2 separate regions of the Mus musculus genome follow, and region 1 is linked to region 2. A link is a contact called in public promoter capture Hi-C data. All regions are on one chromosome and are shown on one strand. The core of a region is the stretch at or near the end of the contact, and the rest is flanking DNA. Distances in the headings are between cores, read along the strand shown. Region 1 holds the start of Ston1 (stonin 1). Region 2 overlaps Gm31615 (a long non-coding RNA gene).

Evidence for each region. Promoter capture Hi-C pulls out the DNA fragments that hold promoters and counts their contacts.
Region 1: a contact with region 2 is called in a promoter capture Hi-C map of embryonic stem cells, with 2.7 times the contacts expected there. The contact joins the promoter of Ston1 here to the enhancer-like site in region 2. A contact is called at or near these places in 2 of 39 promoter capture datasets (the C10 cell line and embryonic stem cells), 3 of 484 Hi-C or Micro-C datasets (embryonic fibroblasts, embryonic stem cells and forebrain) and 1 of 9 other capture datasets (embryonic stem cells).

Annotation. Positions count from the first base shown.
Region 1 is chr17:88,624,209-88,627,822 of GRCm38.p6, forward strand. It overlaps Ston1 (stonin 1), which reads left to right and starts at 2,347. Exons shown (of 4, transcript NM_029858.2): 1 at 2,347-2,654. Gm31704 (predicted gene, 31704) reads right to left here and starts at 1,291. Exons shown (of 3, transcript NR_166677.1): 1 at 1,148-1,291.
Region 2 is chr17:88,345,299-88,348,451 of GRCm38.p6, forward strand. All of the region lies in intron 1 of Gm31615 (a long non-coding RNA gene), which reads right to left. Among named protein-coding and RNA genes, the nearest start is that of 1700116H05Rik, 39 kb to the left of the region's middle. Within about 2 kb of position 1,818, at least 11 of the 459 cell types and tissues checked have an H3K27ac peak or open chromatin away from gene starts, as enhancers often do. A contact at or near this core is called in embryonic stem cells, where this site is marked.

The DNA.
Region 1 (3,614 bases), core at 1,097-3,596, 280 kb after region 2:
CTTCACTGAAAAATTTCTAGAAATACTCTTAATAGCACATCAAGAGGCATGTTTCCGTGGCAATTGTAGTCCAGTTAAGTTGACAATGAAGATTGTTCATCCATCACAGACAGCTGGTTTTCCACTCTCCCCTCCCCCTCCTCTCTGTTCTCTTCTTTTACATCATCCATTCCTAAGTACTCTGCCTACATTACCTAGTCACCTTCCAGAGGCCCTATCTTCAAATACTATCACATTGAAATTAGAGTTTCAATGTATGAATTTTGTGGGTACGCAAACATTTAGCCAACAATGAAGAAATGGCCCTGAGGGGGATTCAAGCAACAGGGGTAAGCAACCCAGAAAGTACAGGGGTAGGGCGTGGCCCTGAGTTAGGCCGAGCAGAGACTGTTGCAGATGGGGCTTCCTTCCTCCTCACTATAAGATCCAGTGTGTTCTATAGGCTAAGGACAGAGGGGACGCAGGGAGGGAGGAAGGAAGGAAAACCTATAAGGGTATTTACTGTGAGGCAATTGACATGGGGTAAAAATTCATTTGTCTGCTCATTTACTTCAGTTTTAAAAGATGGTCTCAGTCTATACAGGTTAACGTAGGGAGCTCACCATGTGTAGTGCAGGTTAACCCAGGGAGCTCACCGTGTGTAGTGCAGGTTAACCCAGGGAGCTCACCGTGTGTAGTGCAGGTTAACCCAGGGGGCTCACCGTGTGTAGTGCAGGTTAACCCAGGGAGCTCACTGTGTGTAGTGCAGGTTAACCCAGGGAGCTCACCGTGTGTAGTGCAGGATACAGGGTTGCCTTGGGCTTAGATTAATCTTAGCCCTCTTAGGGGCTAAGATTTATGGAGGTGAGCAACCACGCTGGTCTTGGGAAGTAAATATTCATGTTACCATTGGACAGATAAGAAACTGAGGCTCCGGGCTTCCATTTTGCAAGTTTCTGTAGTGTGTATGATAGTGCTGAGTATCTCTTCAAATGTCAGGATGTGAGACATAAAAATTTAAGGCTGAGGGTACAACCCAACATAGCATAGGTAGGGTTATGAGTTCTACCCCTGGCACCACAACGAATCAGGATAACAATACAACAGCAAACAGACAAGCTCCCCTCCCCCTCCCCAAACAATACCATTTAAAATCATAATGCCCTACCCAACTCCAAAGTTTTGTTCCTGTGAAGACCCTTCTTGGGGGCAGTTTGGTTTGCTCTCTGCTCACATGTGAGGGGAAGGAAGAAGAGACTGTAACCAGAGCAAGGGAACGATAGCACCAGCTCGGCTACCCTCCGCTCAGTGTGGACTTGCGCAGTGGAGGCTGGACTTGCGCAGTGGAGGCTGGACTTGCGCAGTGGAGGCTGGACTTGCGCAGTGGAGGATGAACTTGCGCAGTGGAGGCTGGACTTGACAAAGCAGGAGCGGGTGGTCGATAGAAGCCTTGAATCGTTATATTCTAGCTTCATCAGAGTCAGCTCCTGCTCTCCCCTGGAGCCCAGGGCCCCGTCTCCAGAGCTGGTGTATACACACAGTTTTTAGGTAGCCCCGAGTTTTCTCAGGCAGGCACTGTGAAGGGTGTGCAGGCTATGCCATCCTAAAATGAGGATGCAAACTTAAACACTGTTCACATTCTCTCAGGTCTTGATGGGCAGTTGGTGGGACGCTTTTAGAAGCAGGCTTTGAACTTGGTAGGAGTCTGGTCAGAGAGCATCTGTCACTACTCTCCAAACCGAGGAAGTGGACAGATAAGGAAAAAGCTTTAGAAGAGAGTTGGGAAATGGGGAGGCTAATGGCCACAAGGGAGGGATGGGCTGGGGAATGGAGCTGAGACCAAAGCTGATAATTTTTGAGGCTGGGAGACTAGGCTGTGGTTTAATATTGTGCAAATGGTATTTCCTGTCACATGAATAAAATATTGCACATCTGTGATTGAATAGTATGGGGTGCGCAACATATGTGCTCATAAAACGGCCCGTGCTGCCTTGGCCTTGGAGTGACCTAGATGGGGGCAAGGCGCGCACATGCTCCTTTTGTTTTCGTTTCAAACTCTTCAAGGGAAAACTTCCCTGGGACTGGTCACCACACCATCACAGCAAATTTTTTTTGAGGGGGGGGGGCGGGGAATTCTTCATAATGCCCTCACTGTGGGCTTGGCTTCCTGAGTACCAACCCTGAGGGTCCCAGCCCTCCCAGAGCACACAGGAGAGGCTTCACTGAGGCAGCCAGGGTCCATCTGGTTACAAAGTAGCTTTGGAGGAGTCTGGAATGCAGGAATCTGAGAGTTCCTTATTTGGGAGGGCAGCCAATGAAGCCAAGCGGATATTGACCCTAAGACATTCTTTCTTTAGATTGTTCAGCATTGTTACAGAGCAAAAAGCCAGAGTCAGAGAAGTTCAGCCTTGGTAAGAGCCCAGAGGCTGAAGCGGGAGTCTGCCTGACCATGACAATGGGGTACAGCTGATAGCTTCCAGGGATGGACGGCTTCAGCGTCTGTCCTCCCCCAACATCTGGAATGTATGGAGGAGTATACATTAGGGACCATGTAAAAGGAGTCTGTTCCTCTCCACACACCGGCAGTGACGTGGAGACAAAGCCACAAATGATCCGGAATGTGGCTTTACCAGCTGAAGGCCCCCGAGTCGGATTTCAACAATCTTCAGGAGATGGTAGAGCTTTGTACATTCCTTCCTTGAATGGTTTCTGAGGAAAGGCCAAGGAAAAGGAAGCTGGGCTAGAAGAGCTGAGGGCAAAGAACAGCAGAATAGAGGGACCCTGGGCCGTGCGGAGGGGACGGAAGGACTGTGTAAGGAGCAAGATAGAATTTGGGCAATTGGTGCACCAAGACTGCTCTGAAGGGCCAGTCAAGTAGGGACAGGAAGCAGGTTGGCCTGAGTTAATAAAGGTAGTCTCAGAAGTGAGCCTAGCCTGATCGTGGCTGGACTCTTGGGGTTGGGGGTTGGGGTGTTGCAGGGGTGTCTGTCCCAGAGTTTGCCTTTCCTAAAGCTTGTTGGTCCAAGACACCTGTGGTAGGTGAGAAACAAACTCTTTCCAGGCTCACCCTTCTTTAGTTCCTGGCTCTAGGGAGGGACCTCGGCAGCTGGGAGCTGTTTCCTTGAGGAAGGGTGTGGCAGTGACAACCTCCCTGCCAGGAGGTCAAAGGGATCTTGGGAGTATTGGACTTTGGCATCTAACAGACCTGGTTTCAGCCAGGTTCTGCCTCTTGCGAGCTGCGTGACTTTTGGCAAGTAGTTTAACCTCTCTGACTCCTCTGAAGCGCCGGGTGTTAAACAAGACGAGACCTATGTGCAGCTGTTAGACAAGAGTTGTTGGTAAATGTTTTGTTAGTCGCACTTTCTTCTTAATGCTAAAATTCAATGACTCTTTGAACTGCATGTGTGTGTGTGTGTGTGTGTGTGTGTGTGTGCTTAGAGCTTTTAGAAAAAGGAGAAAAGTCCACTTGAGGTTATTTTATCAACAATGTATGGAGTTCTGTACTTTTTGCCGGATTTTTGTAGAAAAAGTAGAAAATGTCTTTACAAATGAGACAGGATCTCTGCTTGATAAAGCTGACTGAAAGAACAGGCAGTGTTTCCCTCTGACTTGAAAGTTTATCCTGGGATAGTCTT
Region 2 (3,153 bases), core at 568-3,067:
AAGGCAAGACTTTAAGACTGTATACTAGTTTAATTTTTGTTGAAGGGAATTTAAAACTTCGCTAACAGATACATTTAAAAATAAAGCAGGCAGGGAATGGTTTATGAGCGTTTCGTAGATGGGGAAACAGCAGCTAAGGTAATAGACTTAAATAGTGGCCGAGCAGGGACCAGAGCTGAGATGTTCTCATTTCCAGACCAGATGTTCCCAGAGAAAGGCAGTTACTGCTATTTCCCCCTTGTTGGAGATGCCTGGTTTCCACAGCAATACCAAAACCAGCATATACCCAACAGAGTCATTGGTTCCGTAATTTTAGACTTGGCGGGGACCTTAGGGACCGTCTTACTCATCAATTCTGTAGAAGGCCTTAAGGAGGGTCCAACCTCTCGGAGTCTCTCAGACTGGGGCGAAGCTGACTGCCGAAGTTGACTGCCTACCGACTCCCACTGCAGCCAGCAGTAGCTTTTCTTTTTAAATCTCTTATCTGCTTTGCATATTAATGATCCACAGAAGACTCCCTTGAAAAAGACACGCCAGACAGCCCAGTCTACAGAAATGGAGAGGTGTTTTTGACATAGTTGTTTCAAAGCAAGGACAATGGAGGGTGTACCAACCAATACACAAGATAATAAGCAACCTCGGACCAAGCTTATCTGGTGATGTGTGATGTCCCACTTCAAGCGGTGGCCTTTCTGAGTTTATGCACCTCTTTTTTTTCTGTCTACCATCAGCAAAAGGGTACCAGAAGAAGTTGTAGAATTGATACATGAGTAAGCAAATATTCTCTTTTAAAATAGCAATAGTATGCACATCCATGAGCCTCGGTGCCCACACGGAGGTCAGAGCATAATTTGTGGGAGTCAGTTCTCTCTCTCAGGCCTGGCAGCAGGCACCTTAACCCAATAAGCCATCTTGCCAACTCTGGTGGAAAACTTCAAATATCTTGCCTTTTAGCTCTTCATGTTCTAACTTCCAACAGGGTCTAGCCAAGAGCAGCTAGCTGTGAGGAAAATTATGGATTTGTTATAAGGGCGGCAAGAACATTCTTAATTGCTATAAATATTAGAATAGTTCTAAGACTGATGATACCAATTAAATGAAAGATGTAGGCAATATAATAATCTATATTTATCAAGTTCTTGATTACAAGTAATTAGTAAACTATGTAGAAGGGTACAGACTTTAGAATGAGATATACATAGTCTCAGAACCTAGTTGCTGGGAAAACACTGAGATAAACCCACCTACCCGACTGGTACTCAGTGTTGACATCTGTAGAATGAAACTTGTGAAGACTGAGTGTAATACCACACTCTGGGTATAGAAAGAATCTCTTAGAAGCATCACCTGTCAATAAAATGCCAATGGCCATTGAGCTGTGGCAGGGAATAGGAGGTGGAACATTAGCAGAAAGAAAGAGAAGACTGGGAAATAATAAGAGCTCAAAGAGAGCCATGGAGGTGTAAGACCCAACGAGCCTTATGTCCAGGGTGTCCCACTCACAGAAACGGAGACTGATGAAATAATCAAGAAGTTTATTGATCTGGTGTGCCAGGGGCTGTCCTGCCTCGATTGAGGCACAGGCAACCCAAGCACACACTTTTTATACAGTTTAAGGGCAGGCCTTGATAACAACTTGAGTTGGTTTAAGCCCATTGTTGGCCTGAGCTGACCTTCTCTTTCCACCCTTTAGAAATGGTAATTAGACTCTCCCTTACAGAGAGGCAAGTGTCTTTTCATGACCTTCCCTAGGCAGCATTGATGGCCCTGGGTGAGGTGAGGTCTTCGTCCCCAGAAGAGGGAAGTGAGACATTCTAGGTCATTATCTGCACCTGCCTTTCAGGGGCTTTTGTAAAGCTTGTTTTGCTGGGTCATTCTGGGAAGGGAGGGTTCTCCACAAACTTCTAGCGGAAGGTCCCCAGCATGCTATTCTAGCAAGGTCTTTCAGTGGTCGCCTTATGTTCTCTAAGGTCACACATTTCCCACAGAGGAAAAGATTGAGACAGAGACAGAGGAGAGATGGATGAAAACCAGGAGGGAGAGGAACCTGGAGAGACGCAGAGGGAGCCGCTGAGGAGAAGAAGCAGCAGCTGGGACTGAAGGAGAGGTCACTAACCAAGTGGTAAACATAGAGTAGATTAAATGGTTAAAAACATGAAGAGCTAGTCAGGGATGAGCCAAAGTTTGTGGCCTAGGCATTTAATAATGACTAACTAGTCTCATAGTTGTTGTTCCAGGAGCTGGGGCTGGGAAAGGAAAAACAGAATTTAATATATTTTTTAACATCTGTGCTTAGCTCTTCCTTATCACACTTGAATTTCCTTCCATTCTCTTTTCTGAAATGTTGAATATGAGTGGCTACCCTCACCCTTAACTCCTTTGCAGTCTTGCTGTGCAGCTAGCTGCGAGCGCATGATCTTTCTGCCTCAACCTCCCAGGTGCTAGGATTATAGGTACATGTGACAGTCTACCAGTTTGGTCTAGGTGGTTGTTGTTGTTGTTGTTGTTGTTGTTGTTGTTGTTTTGTCCTCTGCACCAGCAGCAAGTACTCCTAGCTGCTGAGCCACCCCCACCACTTCCTTCCACTCCCATACCCCATCCCCATCCCCCCACTTTCATCCCCCTACTCCCAAGTTCAACCTTTTCATTCACTGTTACTTTTAGCACCGACAAGTACATGCTATGCATGATATGTTACTTCCCCCGAGGTTTGAATGTGAAATACCAACATAGACACTGGTTCATGTGCTTGAGCACAATAGTCCCCAGCTGAGAGTGCTGTTCAAGGAGGGTTGTGGAAGCTCTAATAAGTGGGGCCAGACTGAAGAAGTGAGTCACTAGAGGGAGCCTTGAGGTTTGATAGTCCCATCTTCCTTTCTGTTTATTCTGCTTCTGGACAGCGGAAGGGATCACACCAGTTGCCTCCAGTTCCATGGAGGACCGTATCCCTTCCAACTGTAAGCCAAAGAAAACCATCTCTCAAGTGGCTTTCTGATAGGCATGTTGCCAGAGCAATGAGAAAAAGAACTAATACTCTTGGGAGTGATTATTTCATTAGCAAACGACTCACAACCAGCTAACTGCTCATGTATTACAGTGAAGGGGGCAGGGGATGGGGGGGGACAGGGCCTCAGGCCAGCCACCAGGAGACCT